Regions from separate parts of the Mus musculus genome. Here regions 1, 3 and 4 are each linked to region 2. Evidence: chromatin contacts called from public Hi-C and promoter capture Hi-C data. All regions are on one chromosome and are shown on one strand. Each heading gives the region's core, a stretch centred on a gene start, on an enhancer-like site or on the middle of the called end of the contact. The rest is flanking DNA. Distances are from core to core; before and after follow the strand shown.

Region 1 (2,969 bases), core at 38-2,537, 3.4 Mb before region 2:
TAATATGCTGTATACTACTAAATCACTAAATCCAGAAAGGATAGTGGGATCAGCCCATCCTTAACAAAAGAGGACTGACTCCAAGATTAAAACCATCACTTTTCTCTCCACGAACTCAGAAATGTATGTTATATTTTAGGGTTATAAGAGCTACCCTTGACTTGCAAAAGGCATAACTTCCCAATGAGACATAAGGGTACCTGTCTCTAGTTAGGCCTGACATTGTGGTGTCATCAGTCTGGGTCCTAAACCACGCTCATCTTTCTCTGTATTCCTCATTGCACTTTATTAACAAGAAATGAAAGAACACAAACATCAGAAGTGGGCACCAACCTGCGATGACCACCATGAGCAACCCAAGTCAAGATTTACATTCAGCCCTCTTTCTCACGCTCTGTGGCCTGTCCCCTGGGGTGGCACAGCTCCCTGGGAAATCCCCCAATACCTTTTGCAGATCTAAACTGGGGCGGGGAGTGGGGAATCAATGCTGATGGAGAGCAGCACAACCGAGATAAAATGAAGCAAAGGGATCAAGGAGCCACCTCTGTATCTTTCATCTTAGTTCCTAGTAAAGAAACGTCGAAACGGGAACACCCCCCCCCCCACACACACACACACACACACACACACAAAATGCTTTTTAACCGTTGCAGAAAGCCAGAAAAATGCAGACAGTTGACCTTGGAAACCCACAGCGTCTCAGCGGGAAACGCAAATGAAGAAACTCATTTGGAAGTGAAGCAGGAGCACTGCGCGGCACCGGGAGGAGTACGGCCAGCTGCCCTAGGGACCTGGGCCGTGGCAGTAGCAGGGGACTCACCATAAATCATGGCCAGCCCGGTCTCATGAAGGAAACGCACCCGGCGGTGCTTGAAAAGCCAGATGGTGAGGATGGTGAGGGTGAGCAGCAGGATGAAGGTGAGCAGGCTCACGCTGTCCTGCCGGTGGCTCTCCTCCGCCTCCTTCTCGGTGGCAAGCTCCTCCATGGCGCTGCTGTCCTCAGCCGCCGCCCCAGAGGAGGCCGCGGCCCCAGCCCGCAGCCCCCGACCCAGCAGCACAGGCAACAGTGGCAGCAGCAGCAGCCGCGGCGACAGCCCCCGAAAAGCTCTCCCGGGACCCGGGCGCGCCGCGTCACTAGGCTCCATGACTCCGGGTCGCCCGTGCCTCTTCCACGCGGGGACCAGCTCGCGCCGTCGGCAGCTTCCAGCGGTGCCGCGGACTTACCCCGGTGGCCACAGCCGCAGCTCCTCCTCCCGCTGCTCGCGCCTGGCCAGGGCTGCGCCAAGCTGCGGGGGAGGGGCACGCGCAGTGCGCAGGATCCCCAAGCGCCACCCCCCGCCCGCGCACCTGTTCATCCCCCGCCTAGAGGAGCAGCAAGGCCACCAGGCTGGCTGTCCGGGCGGGGCGAGCTCTATCCTCCCTCTGCCAGGAGGGCGGCTAGCCCTTCCACTGCGCCACCGAGCTGCTGGCCGTGTCCAAGCGTACCTGGTCAGACTGTCTGGGGTCGGCAAGCCAGTTCCTGAGTTGTAGCTACCACGTCACCTAAAAGAGATGGCAGAGGTCATTCGCTCCTGGCAAGGGACATCAACTTGGATCAATTCATTGCTAGGTCTCCAGACCTGTCCTTAGCGCCACGCTCAGAGTTTGAAGTCACAGGGGTCTGTGGCCTCTCTGAGCCCAGTAAAGTGGGGGTACCCAGGAGTTACAAAGTCATGTCACTGTCTATACACACGGACGCGCGCGCACACACACACACACACATACACACCACCTACTTCAATTTTTCTCACCTTTCGGGCTGTATCCAGAGTTTCAGAACTCCCCAGAGTCTTTTAGGCATTATTCAAATAAACTGTGTTCAAGTCAGCTTCAGGGTTGTAAGGGCAATTCGTGAGAGCCATGAAATAAATACCTCCAGCATCTAGATTGCAACTAATCCCCTTGGGGAAAGAGGGTTGAATTAGAGAGAACTAAAGACTCTTGCCATTTTGTGTAGAAGAGCTGCAGATGGTGTACCAAGGGTACCCTTTTAATGCTGTCTTCCTGTTAACTTTGAAAACAAGGGGGGGGGGGCTTTAGTTAAGCTTTTAGGATCAAGCCCAGCTCCGAATTAGGACAAGGTCTTCAGAAGACAAAAGCTTTTGGAAGAAATTCTAATAACTAGAATAGTTATTCTCTAGACTAACTAGAGCAACCACCTTGTTTCTCAAGTCAAGGAAGAAAAGAAAGCTTAATATGATCAGTCACCTCCTGATGTTGAGCATTCTATTTGCTGAATCTCTCTCTGAGATCCCTACCAACTGCCCATGCTTTTTTGGCCAGAGGAGTTTTTACAGTCAGGAGAATTCACTGAAGGACACAGGGAAACTCTTCAGAACATACCTACATCCTCTCTAGGTGAACATTTAGACAAAACTGCATAGTACCTTCTTCACACCATGGAATCTCTTCATCTTGATTTTAGCCAGGATCTTTTGCTACTCCTCCACAAATATATGAGACACTGCAAACAAGAACCACCTCACTGTGCATAGTTCATGCCTCAAACTGAGATAATGAAATATTTGGACCTATTTTAATTGACCATGCTATTTGAAAATGGTTTCTTCTAACAGCAGACAACCAGAAGACTAATTCTCACATAAAGTAGTTGACTTGGGAAGAGCATGAAAAGTCTCACCCACCTATTCATAAATATATACCGAAGAAAACACACTGTTATCCACACATAGTTATATTTGCAAACTATCTTATGCAACCCAAAGGTTCTGATTCCAATTAACACAGACTAATCCACTCAACTGATTTTCCCCAGGTATGGTGTCTCTATGCCTATAATCACAGCTACTCCAGAGGCTGAGGTGAGAGGAATTGAATTAGGGAGTTCAAGGTTAGCCTGGGCAACATAACAAGATTTACCTGACCATCCCAAAACAAACGTGAGCAAACTACATAGAGAGGCCATTAAA
Region 2 (2,731 bases), core at 122-2,621:
TAAAATTGCTGCATATACCACACATAGTAACTCAACATCAAAATATTTTTCTTTAATATTCAAACAGGTGATACCTTTACAATAAACCAAAATATTTTAAGAAATGTATAGGTTCACTAGTAAGTAATTAGGTAGAAAATAAATTTCTAAATTTATATGGTTATATGTTTTCATATAACAATATATTTTGATAAATTTTCATGAATCAAAACAAAAAAGGCTTTCTTCCATAGTATAGTGAACAAAAAATTTTAATTTGAGATGAACCTTTGTTCTTTTTTTTTTTTTTTTTTTTTGAACAGGTTCTTAGGTAACACAGGCTGCACTCAAACTCATATAGCTTAAGATGACTTTGGAATACTGATCTTTCTGCCTCCACCTCTCAAATGCTAGTATGGATGGCATGCATCACTGTACCCAGTATAATTAGCTTATTTTTAATTGTCAAATAATTGTTTATATTTGGGGTAGTAAAATGTGATGTTTTAATCACTGTAAACACTGTAGAAAACGTCAATAAAGCCGTATCATCTCACCAGTTTATTTTGTAGTAAGGACCATAAATCCACTCTTTAAGTTAAAACATTTAAAAAACATAAAATCTAGTAGTAATTCTTGACAAAAGTTATACTTTCCAAAGGATCTATAACTCCCCTGCCTGCACTGTTATGTGATACATCTTGGGCAGTATATAGTTTCTCTCACATCATGGGCTGCGACGACAGTTAACTATTGAGAAAAGTTGCAGTTCTTATGATGGCTCAGCTCCAGCAATAAATCCACCATTACTCTTGGGAAATGGGACACACCCCAGCTATCTCTTTCTTATGGACTTTGCCCCTTGGCCATCTGGATCATATGTAGGGATCTCAATTAGGGATCTTATAGCAAGTGAATAAGACAGATCTATTCCTACAGACTAAAGATGCTAAAAGTGCCAAAACCCTAAGGCGGTATATTTTAGACTTGGCTGAAACGACTAAGTAATATACAATCCCAAAATGCCCACAGAACTCTCTCAGGATGAACGGAAGAGACTCAAAATCATCCCTCTCAAAATGCTTCTTTTGAACTGCAGTTAGCAGAATCAGTAAATAAACGTCTAAGGAAACTGCACCGAAGTCGGGCGTGCCTCGGAGTTTTGGCAGACAGCTGCTCCTGCGCAGGTCCCAGACTCCACCCCACCGCAGGCTAGACACCGCCCTTATTCCCACTACTTCCGGCCTCTCCTAAACGCCCTCAACACGCTTGCGCCATTTTGACAGGCTGCTCCCGCATTAGTAATCATAAGATTGCCTCTCTGGGACCGCCCCCCGCCACCTCTCCGCCCCGCCCACGCTTTACCGGCCGGCCGCGAAATCTCGCGAGGTTAGGTGCGCGTCGGTATTTTGCGGGCTAGTAGCTTTCCCTGCAACTGTAATTGCCGCTGCGGGAGAAATTGGAGCTGCTGTCGCTGGCACGCCCGCTGCCTGCTCTCCGGGACGGAGAAGCGCCACAGCCTCTTCTCTAGCGCTCTCCATACACCTAGCGCCCGGGTCGCCGGCCACTGTCCCAGACCCACTGCAGCCACCTCAGGCAGTCGCTCTGCAGGTCATCCCCTTAGCCCAGCAACTGAGGGTGGTCCCCGGTCCCGGGTTGACTTCTCACTCCACGTCATCTGTGCCCTCCTCAGTGTCGCCCGGGGACCCACCTCTCCACACTCTTAACTGACGAGGAGGAGACGCTCAGAATCACCCTTTCTCTAGGCGGAGCCGGCCCCCTCACCCGCGGGTGTGTCCTATAAATGGCGTCGGAAAGCGACACCGAAGAATTCTATGATGCCCCTGAAGATGTGCACCTGGGGACCGGCTATCCTGTAGGGTAAGTACCAGAAGCTCGGGCCCAGAGCTCGGGCATCCTAGTCTCCTGCTTCTCCCGCATCTCCCTCTACTCCCTTCCCCAGTCCGTCTGTGTCCGTCACCGCTGTTCCTCTTAGTCTCACTTGGACACCTCAGAACCCAGACCTGGGACTTCTTAGGGCAGGATGAGTTGGAAGAGGGAGAGGGAATCCTCCTTCACCCTTTTCCCTAGTGAGCGGTTTGGGGACTCTTTCGGACCCCTTTCTTGTCTTAGCCAGCCCTTGAGCGGATGGCATTTGTGCCTCAGAGGCAGCGATTTGTATTTGCGGGGTTCAAAGCTTACCTTTCCAACATCTGTTTTGGCCCTCGGGGACCAAAAGGAGCGGTAGCAGGACAAATTGAACTTCCCCGGCTTCTCTCTCTCTCTCTCTCTCTCTCTCTCTCTCTCTCTCTCTCTCTCTCTCCTATTCATTTCCAAAGTGACTGTAACTCGACCCTATTTGCCACTCACCTTTTCTTTTACATAAAAAAAGAAGCGGGGGGGGGGGGGGGGAAGGCAGGTATTTATTTAAGGAGGTTCTCCAGCCTGCGCATGAGTTCAACATCAGCTGTGTTTTACTGAAATAGCACTTTACTGTGTGCCAGAGGAAATTGTAGACAAGATCCTTAGCATTAGGGAGAATGCTGTGGTCTGAAAGGGCAGCCGGACATAAATGTACACAGCCGAGTACAGATCTACAAACAAGTGCTGAGTAATAAGGTCCTTGGAAGGAGAGCCTAGCTTGCTGCCCTTTCTCTCATTTTGCAAGATGTTTTACTGGTGATTAATATGGCTAGCTCTGAGTAGGAAGTTCACTAGTAGGAAAGCGTCGCTGACCAGGATTTGGACTTAA
Region 3 (3,005 bases), core at 57-2,556, 3.0 Mb before region 2:
TATATTCAAGAACTAGGATATTCTCCTGTTGTGAGAGGAAAGGAGATTAAGTCTGTTAAATGATAGACCCGATGTCTATCCTAGCAAGGACGACTTTCATGGCTGAAGAAGTACTTGCCAATCAATGGCCCTTGCTTGAAAATCGTGACTGGGAAAGAAGGCCAACCAAAGGAAGCCCAGAAGAGGCAAGGAAATTCCTGGGGCCAGTGTAAGAAGTCTCAGGAAGTCTGCAGAACTGTTTGGGATAGATACGGGAAATCGTGTCATTTTCTACAGAGAAGAATGAGAGGTATGCCTGGCAATGTTGGCCGTGTAACAGAACCTAGTTAAGTAAGACTGTAGAGGACAAGATGAGGTAATTGAAAGGTGTAAAGAAAGCCTAATTAGAGGAGCTTGTACGCGAATATTAGAGTGAGGCAGCAAGAAGCTCCGCCCAAGCCAAAGTTCCAAACCTGCGCCTTAGTGGAGTCTGCCCCCTCTAAAAAGGCCTTTCCTTCTCAGCCTAGGTTTCACCACACCAAGAAGCTGCAGGAGAATGTGGGAATGGTTAAAGGAGGGAACCGGCTGACTGAGTGGCCTTTGGACCAATTATCTTACGGGATATTCAGCGATCTCCTGAGAAGCGCTCAGAACAAAAAGGCGAGCCCGAAAACCAATAAAAAACCGTACAGAGGAGGAGGCAAGCTGAAGAGAAAGCTAGATCATGCTTCTTCAGCTTTGCCACGCCCTTCATTCTTGCTCAGCCCTGACGCAGGGAGCAAATTTGATTGGCTGAGCGTCAGCTTTTTCAAAAGGGTGGGGCCACATACGTTTCACAGTGGGTAACAAACTAGTGGTAGAGGGTGGGTGGCAGGGCGGGGCTAGATTGTCCTAGCTAAGGTGGTAATCCAGGCCACCTCTCCTAGAAAGTCATTTCCAGCCTTTAAATTCTTGCCTCCCGAGGCACCACAAAGGACTGGAACTGCTTCGCTCACCTGTTCTTTTTCTCCTTGCAAAAGTCCCGTTTACCACCATGGGGATGTACCAAATGAGACTGTAGGGAAAGAAGGTGGTGACTGGCACGCCTGGCTACTGGCTGCTGCTCACCTCGATGCTAGTAAATTTCTAGCAAGATCAAAACTATTAACCCCTCTCTAAATCCCCCTGGCGCCGTTCCAGGGCCAACGCCACATTCCCTGCTGGGCACGCAATGGCCGCACCCCCTCCCGCTGCAGAAGGCTCTTTTGGTACACGCAGTCCGAGGTGAGTCTCCTCCTTCCTGCTTCACACCCCACCCCCAGCGTGTGCGTGCGCATGCGCGGAGCGCGGCGCGCGCGGCTGTTGGGCCGCTGGCTGGGGGGCTCTGGGATATGCTGCGTCTCCGCTAGCTGTCTGCTGTGAGTCACGAGCCGCCGTGAACACCCGGATTCCAGCGGGCGCTTGCGAGCACGGGGGCATCGCCCGCAGTGGCCAAGCTCATGGCCGGCTGAGCGGGACGCCGCCGCCGCCTCAGCCGCCGCCGCCGCCGCCGCCTCTTCCTCCTCAGCCGGCGGCGGCCCGGGCCCAGCAGCCATGGCCGAAGACTACTGGGACGGGCGCCTGCGGCGAACTGGAGGAAAAGGAGGTCGCGCGGCCTCATCCCGGGCCGCCGCCCCAGGCGCCACCGCGCCGGCCCCGCGGCTCTGAGGTTACTCGCGCGCCCCCTCCGGTGAGCGTGTCCTCGATACTTAGGGTGGGGGCTGCTCTTCCTAGAGAGCCAGCCGGACCCTAGGCAGTGCTGGAACAAGACCAAGGGGTTCTGGGCAGCTTGTCTGTCAGGTGCCCCCTCCCCCTCGAGTTTCCCAGAATGCACTGGGGGGTCATTTGGGGCCTCCCTGACCTTGGCCCCGCCCTGGGCCCCTGTCCTGGGAGCTGAGGATGGGAAGTGCTGTGGATGCTAAGTGGGAGAAGGGTGATTAAAGGACTAGCGTTATGGGAATGGATTGATACAGTGAGATTCTCGGAGTTGCTAAAGGGCTAGGAACATGTAATAAAAAGCCTTACGACTTCAGGCCCAGTGTGCTTATGGAAAGGGGTTGCAGGACCATGAGGGACGTGATGGGGTATAACAGGGTTTGAAGTAAAGACAGTTCCAAAACATTCTAGTGGAAGTTGGAGCTACAGAGAGGCCCAGTGTAAATGGAGAAAGGGTGGTAGAGGTACTACCAGAAGGTGTGCTGATAGACGCATAGTTCCGAGTGTGTGGTGATGAGGGTCAGGATAGTGTTAATACTGTGTTTATCCACGGAGTTGAGGGTGGCAGCTTCTCTGGGTCCAGGGTGTGCTCATAGAGGAGGTAATGGAGGGTCCTGGAGATGAGGGTATGTAGATGTAATAAAGGTAGGGTGAGATCAGTATATGCCAGTGAAGGCAGAGCTTTTGAAGGACCTGAGAGTGTGTGTAATGGGAGAGGATGGGGAAAGGCCTGTACTACTGGGTTTTAGGTGTGTGCGTACATGTGTACGGGAGATTGTCAGTAAAGGAAGTATAAAGAGCTTTGCACACTAAGGGTCAAGATGAGGTGTGAGTGGATGTCCATAAAGGCTTCCAGAAAGCGTGGGGGCAATACTATATATGAAGTTCTAGAGCACTGGTTCTCAACTTAGAGGTCGAATGTCAAATATCCTGCATATCAGACATTTACATGATAATTCATCACAGCAAAAGTACAGTTATGAAGTAGCAACAAAAAGAACTTTATGGTTGGGGGACACCACAACATGAGGAACTGTAGTAAAGGGTCACAGCATTGGGAAGGTTGAGAACCACTGTTGTAAAGGCTGCTGCTGTGGGGTTAGATAGATACAGACACTTAAATGTATGCACGCTATTAGGGGAAGAGCACAAAGTAAAATATGCTGATGTACATCAAAACGCCTTTTTTCTCTCCATGGGCCACTGAAGTGTGCTGATTTGAGGAGTGCTTCAGAAGTAGAGTTTTTTTGGGGGTGAGGGGTGGAGAATCTAGTGGATAATGAAAGGAACAG
Region 4 (2,705 bases), core at 61-2,560, 3.1 Mb before region 2:
ATTTATAAAGATTAAAAAAATGTTTGGATATTGGCAATTTCCTATGGGTCCACTTATTCTATAGGACCCTATAATAATTTAAGATCTTCAATCAGATGTTAATGTTGAATATACTAGGCCTTTTCAAAAACACAAACCTCACAATATCCTCAGTAGAGTGGAAATGGCAATAATAAACACCTTCTAATTTGGAGTACTTCTGAAGTAAGTGGTAAGAGCTGCAGTGACCATTCTGACTCATATGAAGCAGGTGTGTTTTTCTTAGCTTTCCTAGTACTTTTCTCACTTTACAAAGAAACCGAGGCACCAAGAGATTAAATTACTTGTCCAAGGTCATACAAGTGAATAATTTTCAACCCAAGATGTCTGACTCCAGAATCTCTGCTCTCCATAAAGCACAGGAATTCAGTCCTGAATGCAAATAATCAGCTCCATGACCTACTCAAGCTGTGATCTTGGGCTAGCAACTTGTGTTTTAGTATCCTCATCTATGTCACTGTAACAGTTACAGTGCCTACTTCAGTAACAGTTATAGTGCCTACTTCAAAATCACGCTACTTTAGAATTGAGATGAGTAAATAGATACAAAGTGTCTAGCACAGCCTGGCATTATGCACGTGTTACCTTAGAGTTTAGTATTACCCTAATTATAAAGTTTCTAACATGCTTTGGGTGCTGCCCTCTTTCAGTGTGATTTCTGACTGCAAATAAGGCAACGAAAGAGAAAAACAAGCTAGGCAAAATTTCTGAATATTCGAAGATTTTGTCCACTGCTCAAATCTCGGGCCGGAGAATGTCCGCTTTGACACTGGTTTCCCTGGTCCAGATTGGCCCCTACAGCGTCCCGTTTTCCCCCCTCCCTCTCACCTTCGCGTAGACGTTTTCGTCCTCGGGTTCTGGGTCCTCCTGCCACTGCATGGTCGGTTCTCGTTGCCGCTTTTTCTCCACACCGGATGGGGCGATTACAGCCCTGGAGGACTCCCAGCGAACGCGAGCAGCCGGGAGCCCTCTCATCGCCCCCGCTGCTGACAGGCAGCGACCATACAAGCTTAACAGTCGGGCCGCCATGACAGCTTGTACTGCGGAGTCCTGGGGGGCGGGGGGGGGGAGGGAGACGGAAATACAATGTGCGCAGCTGCGGTTGATCCCAGCGCGATTTTTGTCGCTCCGCCCTTACCTTGCTAAATAGATCCCCGGCCTAAGTTTGTTTACGAGTTCGGCGAGGTGCGGACTCTATTTTGCCTCCCACGCCGTGTCGCTACCGAATCAACGTTATCATTTCTGTTAGTCTGGGAGAGAGTTGTTTTTGAGAGGTCTGTTCATTTTCTTCGTAAGAAGAAAGCGGTGACATCTAGATGGCCCTGTAGGGAAAGAGGTGGAGCTTCTAGTTGTCTTTCAACTTCAAAGGACAGCAAGCTTCTAAAGAGCGGGCCTCTTAGGGGTAGCCAATAGCTACTCTTTTTTCTGGACTCCTGGGCCGTTCTCACAGGGAATGGGGAGGTAGCATATGCTTGCCAATCAGAGAATGCCAGGGCCAGCCAATGGTGACCGGCAACCAATCGTCAAGGCCGGCCAGAGCGCGCTCCCTTAGTAGGTGGATGGTGGTCGGATCGCCGGCTCTCTTCTCGTCGCCATTTTGTGTTGGTGACTGTGGCCGGCTAGGAGGAGGTGGCACCGAGTTTCCTTGGGAGGGCAACGCGTCGGTCGCGTCTCCCCTCCCCCTTTCCTCCTTTTTGCTCCCAGTCTTGGACTTGGTAGTTGCATGCATTGGCTCCCATTTGAACTAACAGTTCTGAAGGAGGTGGTGGCGGGCGGAGGTGATGCCTGGGAGCCCTCCCTTGACAGCCCGGGCCGAGAAGGTGAGCGCCGTTGCGGGTCGTGGGATCGGAGGTAAAGGAGCTGGGCGCGTGGGAGGGGGAGAGGGCCGGTGTGCATAGAAGAGGCGCGGGGACGGACTGTACCCTCGGAGTTCGCACAGAGCTGAGGGATGCCTGCACAGCCTGCACCTGAAGAGGGGGTATGGTCCCCCACCCCAGCTTTTTTCTTATGAAAGCAAAAGCGCGTGCGCGATTGGGACGCGGGATGGGTGCACGCGGGTTGGGGGAAGGGAGAGACAGATGGGAGTGGGGTACTGTGACTTACTGTATTTGCCCACCGAACTTTTTATCTTTTGAAACGCGCGTGTTTGCGACTTTGCGGGGGGTGTTCTTAGAGGAGGGTTGTGCTGACTGCCCTTGTTACTTAACTATCCACGGGGAAATACTCTGGCTGCGGCCTCTATTCATTTATGTGGTGGGAATGAGGGTGACAAGCGCGGAGAAAGAAAGTGAATATGGTTTTTATCCTTGGGGTCTGTATCTGACCTCTGATCCTTATCAGGAAGCAGGCTTGTTACTGATCGACCCCAACTTAGTTAGTTTGGGGAGGGGGTGCAGAGAATATATATATCCGGCGTTTCTTCTTTTGGGAGTTGTATCTGTAACAGTGAGGTCTATATATTCAAAGGGAAATCCGTTTAATTGTGTCTCTTATAGGTATCCTGTGATCCTGGCCCTTGGCTATTTTGGGGGCTTGTCTGTAACTTTGTTTCTTTTCTGTGCTGTGTATGCAACAAAATTAGACTCATTCTTTTGCCATTGAGCATTTTGTGTCAGGTTCTCATCCACTGGGGTTCCTGCCTGTGATTCTTTTCCCCATCTGGGGGA

Evidence for each region. Promoter capture Hi-C pulls out the DNA fragments that hold promoters and counts their contacts. A called contact is a pair of places that touch in the nucleus more often than the background predicts.
Region 1: a promoter capture Hi-C map of pre-B cells shows a contact between it and region 2. The contact joins the promoter of Slc9a7 here to the promoter of Wdr44 in region 2. A contact is called at or near these places in 2 of 39 promoter capture datasets (maxillary cranial neural crest and pre-B cells).
Region 3: a contact with region 2 is called in a promoter capture Hi-C map of erythroid cells, with 13 times the contacts expected there. The contact joins the promoter of Cdk16 here to the promoter of Wdr44 in region 2. A contact is called at or near these places in 2 of 39 promoter capture datasets (erythroid cells and pre-B cells).
Region 4: a contact with region 2 is called in a Hi-C map of uterus, with 13 times the contacts expected there. The contact joins the promoter of Rbm10 here to the promoter of Wdr44 in region 2. A contact is called at or near these places in 2 of 39 promoter capture datasets (the HPC-7 cell line and pre-B cells) and 1 of 484 Hi-C or Micro-C datasets (uterus).

What each region holds. Positions count from the first base shown.
Region 1 is chrX:20,290,540-20,293,508 of GRCm38.p6, forward strand. Slc9a7 (solute carrier family 9 (sodium/hydrogen exchanger), member 7) reads right to left here and starts at 1,288. Exons shown (of 17, transcript NM_177353.4): 1 at 821-1,288. The coding sequence starts at 1,145.
Region 2 is chrX:23,691,680-23,694,410 of GRCm38.p6, forward strand. It overlaps Wdr44 (WD repeat domain 44), which reads left to right and starts at 1,372. Exons shown (of 21, transcript NM_001305675.1): 1 at 1,372-1,590; 2 at 1,746-1,860. The coding sequence starts at 1,784.
Region 3 is chrX:20,687,120-20,690,124 of GRCm38.p6, forward strand. Cdk16 (cyclin-dependent kinase 16) reads left to right here and starts at 1,307. Exons shown (of 16, transcript NM_011049.5): 1 at 1,307-1,687.
Region 4 is chrX:20,616,193-20,618,897 of GRCm38.p6, forward strand. It overlaps Rbm10 (RNA binding motif protein 10), which reads left to right and starts at 1,311. Exons shown (of 24, transcript NM_145627.3): 1 at 1,311-1,859. It overlaps Ndufb11 (NADH:ubiquinone oxidoreductase subunit B11), which reads right to left and starts at 1,427. Exons shown (of 3, transcript NM_019435.5): 1 at 868-1,427. The coding sequence starts at 1,068.